Regions from separate parts of the Mus musculus genome. Here all the other regions are linked to region 1. Evidence: chromatin contacts called from public ChIA-PET and Hi-C data. All regions are on one chromosome and are shown on one strand. The core of a region is the stretch at or near the end of the contact, and the rest is flanking DNA. Distances in the headings are between cores, read along the strand shown. Region 1 overlaps Aqr (aquarius). Region 2 holds the start of Gjd2 (gap junction protein, delta 2). Region 3 has its middle 8.7 kb from the start of Gm30985.

Region 1 (2,700 bases), core at 5-2,504:
CTTCGTATTGGTACCAACAGCCTGACTTGAAAGAGATTTTCTTGTCAGAAAAGAGCTCAGGGAATTTTTAGGAAGCGTTTGCAGTTACAGACAGTGACAAGTGACTTGTAGGAGGACAGGCAAAGACAGACATCTAAGGCACATGCTCAGAGCAAACATGCAAAGAAAAAAGTAGTTTCCATTCTGGAACTAATCTGAAGCGCTCCCCAAATGACACTCAGACACCTGTCACTGGGCCTTAAACACCTGTTACAAATGCTTTGTCTCTGCTCTCCACATTTAGCATATTACCATCATCTTCCTACAGGGAGGAATTATGCTCTCTGTCGGGTACAAGAACAAGCTTGGAAAGTAAAGCCCGGAACGGCATGCCTAATACGGTTCAATATGAAGAAAAATCAACAGACACATATGCCTATTTAGTTAGTTAGTTCTTATTTGTTTTGCTCAGCAATGAAAATGTCTGAAATAGATGAAAAGCTACTTAATCTTATAACAGAAAAACTAACACTTTAAATCCTTTTGTTTTGTTTTGTTTTGTTTTGCTGGAAAAGCAGGAAGACTGAGCAAAACCAAGGCTGGTGCGAAGGCAGTGCAGGCTCATCAGAGTGTTGGTTTTGGAGGTTAACCCAGCAGCCATAAGCACACATGGTGAAATAACCAGTTCCTGGTTCTGGTTAAATGTTCACATATGGGTGTACACGCACACACACGCGCGCGCGCGCACACACACACACACTCGTGCGCGTGCGTTATCTGTAAAGGTGAAAACTGTCAACACTTAAGGAGCCATAAGTTAGTGACATGGCTAAATATTTGACATAAATAGTCATCTGTTTCAGAAAATGTTGTATGAAAAGGAGGTGTCCCGACACAACGCAGTGGACTACATGTCCAAACAAGGTGAAATGAAGACAATACTAAAGAGTTTTTAAGAAGTTATGGAATTCCTTGAATTCTTTCGTCCTGCGGTGCTGGTATAGTAGTCACTATATTGTGTAAGTAAGCAGTCTCTACCACTGTGCTATGTCTACCTCCACATTAATAAAATGTACCTAGTTAACAGTCACGTAATTTAATAGGTCCAAGAAGTCTTCTGAGAGCTCCACAAGGTGCAGGTGAAGAGTCTCCGTGCTCCCTCCTGGCAACAGGAGAAGCCCACTGCATGAGAAGCCCATTCATTCCCTGATTTGAACGACTGTGCAGTGGTGCGCTATGTACAGGGTAAGCCAAGCCCCACCCCAAAACCCAGACAACAGCCACAGCAACAACAGTAAAAAGTCACCACACCCAACCACAACCACAACAAAAAGCTAGTTTAGAAAATAAAGACGACTGAAGAATTGCTTAGAATTCTTAAGCCACTTAGAAATCATTTACTGTATTTCTAAGTTACTGAATTTATAGTATCAAGGCTATGACCTGATACTGAATACAGAATTTTTGAATAACTGCCTTTAAAATAACACATGGCCACGGTTATTAACATGCACTGTGTCTAGCTGTGGTCTCTTTGAATCTCCAGAGCATGAGTGCAGGGTGACACAGAAGCTGCTCAGTGCCACAGCGACTTCCTGCCGTAACGGAGCTTAAAGGTTTGAGAGGTGTGAGAAAAGAAACCACAGACGTGAAAAACCAAGCCTGAGGCCTGGCCCCCCAAACCCCTAATTTAATTAGTTCCAAACACAAGAGGCAAAGTACTGAGCCCGAACTCTAGCAGTCAGTACTGTTTATATCACTGAGTGACTCAGAAATGTGGGAAAAGCCACAGGAGAAGTTATAAGACAGTTAAATATTAATGTTTACCAGCAATTCTAGAAGAAACTCTTTATCAAAAGTTGTGTCTTCATTTTTAGGGAGCGTTGGCAAGAGGCAGAGGTATGATGCCACCTGGTGGAGTGTGTTTGAACTGCAGAATGGAGAAGATTTATTCAGGTCATTCACCTTTCCTCTTGAACCCTGTTTTCCTATTGATTATCTTAAAAAGTGAAGATATCCCTACCGCACAGGCAGCAAAACAAACAAATGGACAAAACCCCAACAACAACAAAAATGAGAAACAGGAATTAGAATTTTTGAATTCTGCTAAAATATTTAAAGTATTTTCATGGTACCTGAATCCACTGACAGATAGCACGGACCTTCTACCACTGAAGCTACCACTGCAGACCCAGCCGAGGCCCAGCAGCTCCTGTAGCCCCTCCTCACTCCCACATGCAGACTATCCAAAGCCAGGTTCATTTAAGAACAACATTAACGAAACAGAAAATGTTTCTACTGAAAAAGTTACCAACACCAGACTCTCAAAGAAACATTTTTAAAAAGAATATAACATAATGTGAAATATGCATTTTGCATATAATTTGCTATGTGAAAGAATAAATTATGCTTCTTTTTTCCTTTTATTAGTAACATTTTTCTTTCACAACACAAATGTTTTGTCTTTCTCTAAAATCCCTCTTTTCTATTCTGAACACCAGAACTGCTAATCTATTTTCGACTTTTTTGTTTTTTTCCAGGCCAAAGAAACAGCTTTTGACATTGACTGTGTAATGCACTGACAACTCAATAGGAAAGCCACCCAAAGGCAGCACAGTGGGCACCAACGCAGCCTGCGCAGACTCTGAAGAGCCACGGCTTGTGGAAGTACAGAGTAAAACAAAAAGCAAATAAGCTACTAACTACTACTGTTCCCCAAAA
Region 2 (2,700 bases), core at 126-2,625, 130 kb before region 1:
CACACACATATACATATATATGTCCAGCTCAATGTAAAGAATGTCTAGAGACTCTAAACGCACCTTTACTCTGGCAAATGCATGCAGAATCCTTAACAGAGGATCTGTGTTTGAAGATCTACACCTGCGGTGAGTATTAATCTTTATGGGTGTATATCCTAGTCTCTACATGTAGAACTTAATCCTCTATAGAAACGGTGATGAGTACAAAATTCACATGTCTACAAACAAATAGGTAGCTGCAGGTAGCTATAAATATGAATAAATATCTACATACTACATATGTATATAAATATATACTTAAAGATATATTATTCACAAGAAGAAGCCAGCTATGTGTGTGGCTCTCTGGCACTAAGTTTTAACAGAGAACATGGTCTAGCTTAATAAATATCTGTTAAAGAATGGTGCATCTGCTGTGATGAGCAAATCCATCTCCCCACTTGCCCTTCTCTGTCCAAATGCAATTCTGCCTTCCTTGTAGATTCTATTTAGGGAACCAGATGGAGATTGGCGCTGACTCCGGAGAGTGGGGGGTACCAGGACTGAGTCCACAAGTCCTTTTCTGATGAGGGAAGTGTGAACCCCCTCCCCCCTGTGGTGCTTTATAGAGAAAGTATGGGGGAGCTGATCAGGAGTAACGAGGAGGGGGGCGTCACTGGGCGTCGGGTAATCCCTTAATGCAGGCAACACTGGCACTTGGACAGAGGTTGGGGAGGAGGTAGAGGACTGGCTGGGGATATGGGGGTCGTTAGAGACAGGAGAAGGTATTCCCAAGGGCCGCCCGACGGGCCGCTGACGGCTGGCTTGGTGCCCTTACCTCCCAATCATAGTGGAGTGCTGCTGCACCGCGGCTTCCAGCAGCCTCTCCAAGATGGTCCATTCCCCCATCGCTGTGCATCCGGAGGCAGCAGACAAAGACTGGGCAGTACCGGGCACGTTCTTGGTCCTGGCCCCTCCCCGGGCCTCACCTCCTGACAGGGAGCGAATTGCCCCCAATTAAAGAAGCAAACAAAAATTGTTTTTTAAAAAAATCCACGAGGCCCTCCCCCTTTATTGCACTTAAAAGAGGGGAGTGGGGGAAGCAATCTATGTGCGTCCCAACCAATGGAGCTGCTGGCGCGGTGCGGAAGAGCTGGACAGCACCTCGGTGCCGTCCGGGGGTCAGATGGACTCCCGCAGTCTCCCGGCGAGGGGCGGGGCTGGGTGGCAGCGTGCAGGTGGCCGAGCTCCTGCCCGCGGGAGACCGGTGCCTGCGCCGCGGTCCCCGCGATCTTGCGGTCTGAGGGAGGGTCCGCGCACGGACCCCGGCGCCTGTCACTGGAGCGGGCACCTGGCGCTCCCGCGCTGCGGCGCGCAGAGCTAGCTGCGGGGCTGGGGAATCCGCGGCCACCGCCTCTAATCCGCCCTTAAGTAGTCTCCGCCTGCGTCACGCCAGGTCGGCGGAGGGGAGCAGAGCGCGGCGTGCCGCTGTCGCCGAGCGTCGGAGCCCGAGGGGCCGCGGCCGCGCGCCGCGGGGGGAGGAGACGGTCTGGAGTCCCCCCGCTGCGCCGGAGATGGGGAGACGGAGAACTGCAGCGCCCCTTGGGGCTTCTGAGGCGCCCAGGTAACCTCACCTGGCCGCCAGTCTCCCGCAGGAGGAACAGACACATTGGTGAGTGATGAGGGACCCGAATAGATGGCTTAACTTGCCCCCGTCTGTCCCTTACCTTTAGCTTTGGGCCTTCTGAGACACCACTAAAATTCCTTTTCTAGATGGTGGTGCCAGTTGGGGGAAGGGAGTTTTTTAGCCCTTACCGGGAGAGGACAGCCGCCTGCGAGAGTGCTGCAGAGGGTCCCGACTTTCGCGTGTGGATCAGGTGCTGAGGTGCGGAATACCTAATGAGACTCCCTGCTGGCTGACGCCTAAATGCAGGTGTGAAGGTGTTCTGAGCAGGAAGGTCTGGGTACAAAGTATTTACCCACCAAACAGGTGCCTAGCAGCGAGCCAGGGGCCCTAATGCGTGCTCATTTCTCCCAGCACGGATAAGGAGGCCGTGATTTCATTTGTACATAACTGATGGGAGCAGAGGACGCTAGTCAGGTCAGCATGGTCCAGCCTGGATTTAAGAAGACCCAGTATTTATCTAGCAGAAACAGCAGCTCACAATCTCACCCCACCCCCACTCTCCTTATTCAGCATTTGCCTCCCCCTCCCACTCCCCAGCTCAAAGAACAGATTCTAGAATCGGTCTTAAAATTTACATTTTGATGTCAGTTCCATCTACTGCATCTACTTAATTGGTCCCAGGAAAATTGAGACGATCACACCAGGCTGCTAATTAACGTAGGGTCAATTTTAGGAGGCACCAAAGTTGGGAGTGTGTCATATAAATGTACCAAAAGCACAATGAGTAAGGTGTTGTCATCCTTTCAAGAACATGACTGTGAAAGTGTTGCTAGCTGGTCTTAGGAATATAATGCAGCCTTAATTACCCACAGGGAGCATACACATAAGCTACACCAGGATGTGCTTTTGATTCTAGAACGACTGAGTTGGTTGGGTATCTATCTCTCGTGGCCCTGAGGAAGGGCCAGGAAGAAAGGTGCAGAGTAGGGTCCAGGGTCCCTACACATACTCTTCTGCATGCATAATGCTTACAGACAGAACACAAGCTTGAGCCGCATAACACGCCTGTCCCAAGATTGTCTCTTGGGGTT
Region 3 (2,700 bases), core at 4-2,503, 240 kb before region 1:
CCTCTGTGACCTACACATCTTACTTTGGGATCCACTTCCTAGCGTTCCTACAATGGGGACAACATTTTTAAAAATTTATTTTAAATGTTATTTTAAGATGTATTTTAAAATTTATATATACTTGTGTCCCAGCTTTTCTGTATGGGTGTCACATGCATGTGGTACCAATGGAGTCCAGAAGAAGGCATCAGATCCTGTGGAGATGGAAATATAAGTGGCCGTGAGCTGTCTGAGGTATGTGCGCAGAACTGAACCTACAAGAGAAGCAAATGCTCTTAATGCCTGGGCCATTTTCTTGATTTCCCAATACATATTTTGAGGGGCCCTTTTAAATCATAGCACAGTCCTTCACAAAAAGTGTTTGCTATGCCCTTTAAAGTAATTGTTCATTAGGCAATCAAAGAGCTTACAGGGAAGATATCAGCTCATGAGAAAAAAAAAAAAAAAAAAAAAAAAAGGAAAGTCCTCTAGCAACAGATGTCTCTGAATGAGCAAAGCTTTGTCATCTCTCAGGATGGCACTCAGGGTCAGAAGTCCTTACATGTTTCCCAGAGCACATCTAAGCTCCTCCCCTCAACACTTGGCTAGAGACCAAGGCAGATTCCTGCAGCCAAGGCTACCAGTGTGTGCAATGGCTCCTGAGTAACCTGGCTAACCCTGGATGTGTTGGCTTACAGGGATAATTCTAATTCCAGTTGGTTGTTTCCAAATCTCCAGGAAGAGTAAGACATTCTTTGAGTTATCTTTAGGCCTAAAGTAGCTTTTCCCCATTTTTTTACATATCCATTAAGCCCTTTGCTCCACATACTTATGAGGTGCCAGACCCGGCAACATTGTCTTCTCAGTGCTAGACGTACACAATAAAAAACAACCACAGTCCCAATTTCTGAGGGAGCTCAAGGTTAGTGGTAGAGAAATGAGTAGTGGTTGAAAGATATTCCCAACCTAGGACACATATTTAATAAAGGCAGAAATAAGATGCCTGTGTTAGCTCAGAGAACATACAGGAGTTGCAGTACAAACAGTAGGAGACAGGATTTCACTAGGCACCAAGTCGCTTTATTGAGAAAACCCTAGAGTTTTGGAGAAAAGCAAGAGGGCACATCAAGACAGTACTGGCTTTTGTTTACCACAACCCTCAGGACCTTTCTCCCATGTTCCTTTGTGATGGCTGCCACAACAAAGGACCACAGACTAGGCAGCTCAGTGGGAATCTATTTTCTCACAGTTCTGGAAGCTAGATATCCAAGGTCAAGAGGTCAACAGGCTTGACTTCCTGTAAGGACTTCACAGCCTGCTGCTGATCCTCTTTGTACTTCTGTCACAGAGCCTTCCCTCTGTGTCTGTGTCAACACATCTTCTTACCACATTGGCCACATGAGATCAGGGTCTACCCTAAAGACTCAATCTAATGTGGCTACCAGTTTACAGATCTGATCTCTGGAGCTGAGGAGAGTGTAGCACACAGCAGGCCTGAGGGATATTTATGGATTTGTGAATATTTCTCTCTCTCTCTCTCTCTCTCTCTCTCTCTCTCTCTCTCTCTCTCTCTCTCTCTCTCACTCTTTACCTACCTAGCTATTCCTACATTTCTCCTATGAGCTTGGCTATAATAGCCTGTCTTCATGCTCTGCCTTTCCTACCCTGTGTAGGTATTTAGATGTGGTCTTCTTTCACAGCATCATCTCTGGAAGAAGCAAGGTGTGCTGTGCTTTCTTATGTGTTCTTCCATACCACAATGGAGAGCCAGATAACCCAGGTCAGGATTTAAGGAAAGCATCCTATATTAAAGGATACTTTCAAGGTAACTCATGACTCGAATATAAAATGAGCATTTTTCAAAGATTTTATTTAGCTCATTAATAAACAGGTAAGATTCTACAGTTACCACAAAGAAGAATGCAACAGAGAAATATGCAGGTGCATCTTGAAAGCCAAATTAAACTGAACTTGCTTAACAAAGTTAACAAAGATGCAAAGTTGGTCAAGAGCCACACAAAGTGCTTCCTTGCATTCCACCAATTGCAAATTGCATTGCTATGATAAAAATAATTTGCATCACCACCAGGATTGTGGGGGAGGAAGGAGCTTTACCACAAACCCCAGGCTAGCTTTGAGTTGTGACTCTCCTGCCTCAGGCTCCCTTGCCAGGAGTGTACCACCCTGTTAGCTTTTATCATAAATTTTTCATATTTGGCACTAATTAGTAATTTCTAGTAAATGTGATGAGATAAAAACATGTTTTGATAACCAAACTGATGAGATAAACTAAAAAAGTTTTTTAGTAAGTTGAATATTGGCAGTGTTGAGAAACTAGCTTCTGCATTTAGGGGTGTGTGTGACATTCTAATACTGTGTAGCTTAGAACTGATCAAGGTTTCCTGACTTTCTCCTAGTCATTTTATTCCTGGGTCCCAGGGAAAGAGTGCTGTGGGTGCCCCCTTAAAGCTGTGCCCACCTCTTAAACTGGAATTATGTAAAAACATGAATGCACGTTTCTGTGTATTCCTGCTTGCAGAATGTTGTGCAAGAGGAGAGACTTCTTTTCTACCACACTGCTCTGAGCTCTGCAACAAAGAGTGGTAACTGTGATAGGAGAAAAGCTATGATGCAACCAGCATCCAAGAGGACATCCGTGAGGCTGAGGATGTTGTAAATACTTGTTGAGACCATGAGTTGAAAAGACAAGAGCAGACTTAA

Evidence for each region. A called contact is a pair of places that touch in the nucleus more often than the background predicts. ChIA-PET counts read pairs in DNA pulled down with a chosen protein or histone mark.
Region 2: a Hi-C map of rod photoreceptor shows a contact between it and region 1, with 2.2 times the contacts expected there. The contact joins the promoter of Gjd2 here to the enhancer-like site in region 1. A contact is called at or near these places in 1 of 39 promoter capture datasets (liver), 3 of 484 Hi-C or Micro-C datasets (the N1E-115 cell line, nephron progenitors and rod photoreceptor) and 1 of 9 other capture datasets (pancreatic islet).
Region 3: an RNA polymerase II ChIA-PET map of memory CD8 T cells shows a contact between it and region 1, with 108 read pairs. The contact joins two enhancer-like sites. A contact is called at or near these places in 2 of 484 Hi-C or Micro-C datasets (both in CD4 T cells), 3 of 115 datasets of contacts at active chromatin or transcription factors (effector CD8 T cells, heart atrium and memory CD8 T cells) and 1 of 9 other capture datasets (pancreatic islet).

Annotation. Positions count from the first base shown.
Region 1 is chr2:114,143,822-114,146,521 of GRCm38.p6, forward strand. It overlaps Aqr (aquarius), which reads right to left. Exons shown (of 35, transcript NM_009702.3): 14 at 1,807-1,909. Among named protein-coding and RNA genes, the nearest start is that of Mir7002, 5.4 kb to the right of the region's middle. Within about 2 kb of position 1,255, at least 45 of the 459 cell types and tissues checked have an H3K27ac peak or open chromatin away from gene starts, as enhancers often do. A contact at or near this core is called in effector CD8 T cells, memory CD8 T cells and rod photoreceptor, where this site is marked.
Region 2 is chr2:114,012,244-114,014,943 of GRCm38.p6, forward strand. It overlaps Gjd2 (gap junction protein, delta 2), which reads right to left and starts at 1,376. Exons shown (of 2, transcript NM_010290.2): 1 at 821-1,376. The coding sequence starts at 891. It overlaps A530058N18Rik (RIKEN cDNA A530058N18 gene), which reads left to right and starts at 1,322. Exons shown (of 5, transcript NR_028423.1): 1 at 1,322-1,654.
Region 3 is chr2:113,902,003-113,904,702 of GRCm38.p6, forward strand. No RefSeq gene overlaps it. Among named protein-coding and RNA genes, the nearest start is that of Gm30985, 8.7 kb to the left of the region's middle. Within about 2 kb of position 1,254, at least 46 of the 459 cell types and tissues checked have an H3K27ac peak or open chromatin away from gene starts, as enhancers often do. A contact at or near this core is called in effector CD8 T cells and memory CD8 T cells, where this site is marked.